2 separate regions of the Mus musculus genome follow, and region 2 is linked to region 1. The links are chromatin contacts, called in public HiChIP or PLAC-seq maps. All regions are on one chromosome and are shown on one strand. The core of a region is the stretch at or near the end of the contact, and the rest is flanking DNA. Distances in the headings are between cores, read along the strand shown.

Region 1 (2,700 bases), core at 27-2,526:
TACAAAGAACTCAGGCGGCCACGGCTCTATGCCAACAGCGTGTCAAGTGTCAAAATGACTAGGACCATGGTTCCCCTCGCTCCTAGTCAACCACAGGAATCCAATTCTCACTTTACGAGTCGTCGAAGGGACTTCTAGAAATTAATAGACAGGGCTGAAGGGACAGTCTTGGCTGATCAAAGAAGTGCTACAGAGTTTTATACCGATACTAAATATTGGTTGTAGGCCCACTGAAGGGCTAAAGTGAATTCAAGTAAGTTTGGCAATCATCAATTCTAATTAGTAGCTGTCTTCCTTAATGCACTGTGGCCACTGTCACTACTTTTATAGGAACTCAGGAACCCGAAGGTTTAAAGTGTATATTACTGTGATAGCCTTTATGTAACTGGGGCTTTGTACAGCTGAAGGGTTTCATAGTTACATCACCAAACCTGACACACACAGGTGTATCTACTGTACAAAATATAGCACGGCCATATTACAGGCACATAGTGATGAATAACAACTTATGGAATCTCATACTGAAGGCAACTAAAATTTGAAATTATAACTTATGGGGGCTAAAAATGCAGGTTAGTTTCCTTACGTTATTTTAAATGTTGGGACGCTCACTCACTCACTCTCTGGCTAAACACTACGGGGAAGACTTTGTGCGTGGAAATGAATAACGACTTGATATTCACACCTTTCCAATCTGCAACGCTTCCACCTTGTCTGCAACAGAGCGGATGCTACGTGTCCAGACAGGTTTCCTTCCCCGGCCCCAGCCCCAGTCAACAAGTTTCCTCCATGACACTGTCCTGATCCCTTCACTCAAGATGAACGAAGAAAAGTCAATCTGACATCTTTGCAAAATCCCGCCGCGGAGACGACACGAAAAACATTTTGGGAAGCGGTTCCGGACGCCATGGTCTCTTTAAGTCCCCCCTCCCCCTCGCGCCCGGTCTCGCGGGGACAGAGGGAAGTACACGTGGCCTTAAGCGACCGAGCTCGGGCCGCCGGTGGCCGTGGGACAGCGACCCGCCCCCGGGCTTGGGGCCGAGCCTGAGGACGCAGCGATCCCCCTCCGCGCTGTGCCGAGGGGTCGCACGCTCGACCCAGGAGATGTCCTCCTCCCGACAACCCGGGCCGCCGGGACACTTACTCTTGTTGACAGTCTTGAGGGCACGCGTGAAGTCGCTGTTCTGCCCATAACGGTTCACCTCACTCCACAGCGCAGGGACTGACACCCCACCACTGCCGCCGCTCGCCATCTTGGAGGAGGTGGGGGTGAGGTGGGGGAGGGGGGTGGGAGGAGCAGGGCGACCTCTGCCCCGGAAGAGGATCTCGAAGTTGGCTCGGCGAAGGAGGAAGTTGATGGTTGCTAGGCGGCCGGGAGTCGCGAGCTGGTCTGTCCCAGAGCTAGCGTCAGAAATCGGTTTTTAATTTTTTCTGTCTTGCGGCAAGACATTTGTTTGCCTGACGCCCTTACTCCTAATCCAAAGGTGACTGGAGGTAGGAGGGGTCAGATTCAGAAGGCGCTCGCCGAAACTGTTAGCCCCAAGCCGCCGGCATTCTGGGGAGACCCCTGTGCTCCGACTGTGGCCGGGCGACAGTCTTTGGGAGAGAAAACTCCCGGTTCTTCGGGTGGTAGGAGGGGTACCTAATTTAAGGAACCGTAGAGAGGCTCTTGAAGGCGGCAGGTAGAGCCACAGCTGCTCATGGGTGCTTCGGGATTGCCATTTTAGGACACGAGCGGTGATTAGAACCTGGGACTAAATCTAGAAGTGAAGATAGGTCTGGGACTGACAAAAATACAGTGAACGGCACTGTTTAACCTCCCTTTGAGATCTAGTTTCAGGAGCAGTGTGGGCTGGAAGCCCGAGGAGATGAGAAGGACCAGGTTCTGAGGTGAGTATATTGACTTAGGTAGATGTCATACAATAAACTACGTCCTGGAGGCCTTCCTTAATGTACTTTAAGGAAACCTGTTCTTGCAGCCTAGCCAGTACACATTCTGCTTCCAAGGCTCGACTTCCTTGTGGAGAAGACCCGTGCATACTATGTAAGTGGTCTTAGCATTCAGCTACACCCTCTACAAGATTACACCATCTACAAGGCTCTCTATTCCTGAGTATTGATCCTTAAGTCCCCTCTCTTTGAACGACCTATAGTCCTAAGACCAGAGACCTTATTTACTTTGCTTACTACCTGGGAGACCTGAACCAAACCTTCCTTCACTTCCCCTAGACTCAACCTAATGTTCTCTTAATGTTGCTACTTAGGTTTTAAACCACCTATCTACTTCCTGTTTCTTGCCTGAGTCAAGTGCTGAAACGCTAGCTGATTGTCATATGTGTGGTCAGTATGATACATCAGACTGAACTTAAAAGAGTTTCTTTTGGGTCATGATTTCATAGATTTCAGCCACAGTAGGTTGGCTTTGTTGCTTTGGAACCTCAGTGAGGTGCTTCATCATGATGGAAATCATGTCGTAGTGGCCCTAAGCCGCTCACCTAATGGTTACTGGGAAGGAAGAAGCTGGAGAAGCCACAGACAAAATGTCAAGTTTTTAAAAAGTACACTCACGCTAGGCACCATCTCCTACAGCTGTGACCCCGCCAGGGGGGTTACAAATTAGATATTTAAATTACTATTCATAGCAATAGCAAATTTAGTTATGAAAGTAGCAACAAAATAATTCTATGGTGGTGGCTGTGG
Region 2 (2,700 bases), core at 193-2,692, 240 kb before region 1:
GACCAGGCTGGCCTTGAACTCAGAGATCCACCTGCTTCTGCCTCCTGAGTTCTGACATTACATGTGAGTGTGTATATGTGGGTGAGTGGGTATGGGTGTGAGATTCTGTGTGAGAGTGTATGTGTGTGTGTGAGTGTGTGAGAATGTGTGAGTGTGCATGTATGTGTATGTGAGTGTGTATGATGTGTGTGTATATATACATGAGTATGTTTGAGAGTGAGTGTGAGTGAGTGAGTGTGTGTGTGCATTTAGAAGGTGGGTGGGAATGTGTGTTTGATGTGTGGAGAAGTGAAGGAGTACTGGGTTGTGTATTTGGTAGGCTGAAAGGGTGGGGGTCACTTGGGGAATGTGGTGGAGGGATGGTGGATTTTATGGTAATTGGGTGTGGAGAGTGTAGAGAGTATGTGTGGGGTGGAGAGGTAGCTTGTTTAGCTGTGGGAGTTTTTGTGTGGACAAGTGCATAGAAATAGCTACTCAACCCGGCATAGGCTATGCGTCGGGATATGGAAGTTTGGAGTGGTGGATCCTGAGGTAGGTGGTAGTTTTGTGGTGGGGTGGTTGTGGAATATGTGAGGGGCTGGAGGGTTGGGGTGGTGGTGATGTGTTTGAAGTGTGTGGAAGGGTGGTGAAGAAGGGGTTCTGGTTGTGGTCATCATATGTGTGGGGTAGGTGGAAGGGGTGAGGTGGGTGCTTGGAAAGTGGATGGTTGTGCACATGTGGAGGGTGAAGGGATGTCAAATTGTCTAGTGGGTATGGAGTCTGTCGGGGGAAGAGGTGTTTGGTGGTTTGAAAGTGTGGAAGGGGTCATTTGGGGTGTGTGGAGGAGGGGTGCTGGGTTGTGTAGTCTGTGGGTATGTAAGATGTGGGTTATCTGGAGTGTCGAAAGGATGTGTTTGGGGTATGTGAAAGAAAGAGGGGCTGTGCGGTGGAGGCACGTGTGACTTTTGAGGAAGAGTTAGGCTGTGGTAGAGTATGGTCGAGATGGGTTAGGCTAGGGTGTTTGAAGCACTTGAGGGGAGGAAAAGGCGTGAGGGGTGTCTGGAGGGGTTGGGTTGTGTGAGCAGGGTGTCTTGTGCTTGTGTGTTGAGTGTTTAGGTGGTGGATGTGTGGCGGGATCCGGTGGGGATATGCATGGGGTTTGTAGAGAGTTCAGGCGTGGTACTGTGTGAGGGTTGTGTGAAAGGTTGGGGGCATGGTTCACTTTTGTGAACTTTGTAGAGAGGTTTACAAAAAAAACCTTAGAAATCTGGAAGGCTTGTATGTATGTGTGTGTGTGTGTGTGCGGGTGTGCGCGTGTGTTTGTGTATGCCTCCCTTTTTCCCTGGCCAACCCTCCCTCTTCTTCTTCTTTCCCATCTCTTCCTTCTCCTGCAACTTCCGTTCCTCTTCCTCGCTCCCTTCTTCGGACTAGCCTCTAGCCCGCCCCTCGCCCCTCCCCCTTCGCACTCCCGCGCGGTGCCAGCGGGTGGCTACTTGACCACTGCTCTGTTCGCTGCACAGGAGAGCTCTCCCAGCAGAGCAGGAAGAAGAGCTTTAGTGATGCTGAGACTGGTGCTGTTGCTCCTGGTCACAGACTTTGCAGGTGATGCTCAAGTGGGTCTGGTGTCAAGGGACCAGCTTGGAGCTGAGAGCGCTGGGCTTGGGTAGTTAGGAGATGGGTTCGTGCCGTGCCGTTACTGGCGGTTCTGCCCCGTGGAGAGTGGTGGCCATGGAAGGTGAATGTGGGTCAAGCATCCTCTGCCGTTATAGTTGGGGCTTCCATTCTAGCTCCAACTAGATGTCACCCAGCCATCTGTTCTACCTTTCTTAAGCAGATTTTTCTGGACCTATATACGCAGTTGGATTGTATCCACGGCTCTGCTGAGGTTAACGGGGGATGTGCGGGACGTTCTTCCGGATGGCCTTGCCATCTATGGGAAAGCAGAGTTGAGGTCTTAACACTTATACTAAGTTTTCTGTTATTGAGTTTGGTGTACTGGCTCACACCTAAAATTCCAGCACTTAAGAAGCAGAGGCAGAGGGCTGGTGAGATGGCTCAGTGGGTAAGAGCACCCGACTGCTCTTCCGAAGGTCCAGAGTTCAAATCCCAGCAACCACATGGTGGCTCACAACCATCCGTAACAAGATCTGACTCCCCCTTCTGGTGTGTCTGAAGACAGCTACAGTGTACTTACATATAATAAATAAATCTTTAAAAAAAAAAAAAAAAAAAAGAAGCAGAGGCAGAAGGGCCATGTCCCCGTTTGCAACATAGCCAGTTCAAGACTAGCCTGGGCTCCGTCAGACCCCCTGTCTCAAAAGTTAAATCTGAGTTTTGAGTTTATTTGAAAAAAAAAATATCTTGGACGCACAGACAAAAAGCACTGTTAGTTACTTCCTGATACCTGTAACTTCTAAGTCAGTTTTCAAGAAACCTGATAGAAACAGAAGCAGATGTTCTGTGTATTTCTTAGAAGTCCCAGGCAGAAATGATGGAGGACCATCATTTCTTTTTTTAAAGAAGCATGGAGAGGGGCATCAGAGAGACTGTCATGTGTGGATAAACCACGAACCGCTTTTGGTTTTGGTCTTTGTGTCTTAAGTGTGTGCGCACCACATACATTTTTGTGTAGTGTACTCGTGTGTGTGTGTGTGTGTGTGTGTGTGTGTGTGTGTGTGTGTGTGTGTGTGTTGAAGGCATATGGAGGCTAGAGGTCAATAC

What was found. HiChIP or PLAC-seq counts read pairs in DNA pulled down with a chosen protein or histone mark.
Region 2: a contact with region 1 is called in an H3K4me3 HiChIP or PLAC-seq map of stem cell-derived neural progenitor cells, with 55 read pairs. The contact joins the promoter of Spink2 here to the promoter of Srp72 in region 1. A contact is called at or near these places in 2 of 39 promoter capture datasets (embryonic stem cells and neural stem cells), 5 of 484 Hi-C or Micro-C datasets (the AML12 cell line, bone marrow-derived macrophages, embryonic stem cells and 1 more), 26 of 115 datasets of contacts at active chromatin or transcription factors (DN3 thymocytes, the NIH/3T3 cell line, the SCID.adh cell line and 18 more) and 4 of 9 other capture datasets (adipose tissue, liver, macrophages and 1 more).

The regions. Positions count from the first base shown.
Region 1 is chr5:76,973,277-76,975,976 of GRCm38.p6, reverse strand. Srp72 (signal recognition particle 72) reads right to left here and starts at 1,276. Exons shown (of 19, transcript NM_025691.1): 1 at 1,145-1,276. The coding sequence starts at 1,253.
Region 2 is chr5:77,210,213-77,212,912 of GRCm38.p6, reverse strand. It overlaps Spink2 (serine peptidase inhibitor, Kazal type 2), which reads left to right and starts at 1,442. Exons shown (of 4, transcript NM_183284.3): 1 at 1,442-1,581. The coding sequence starts at 1,539.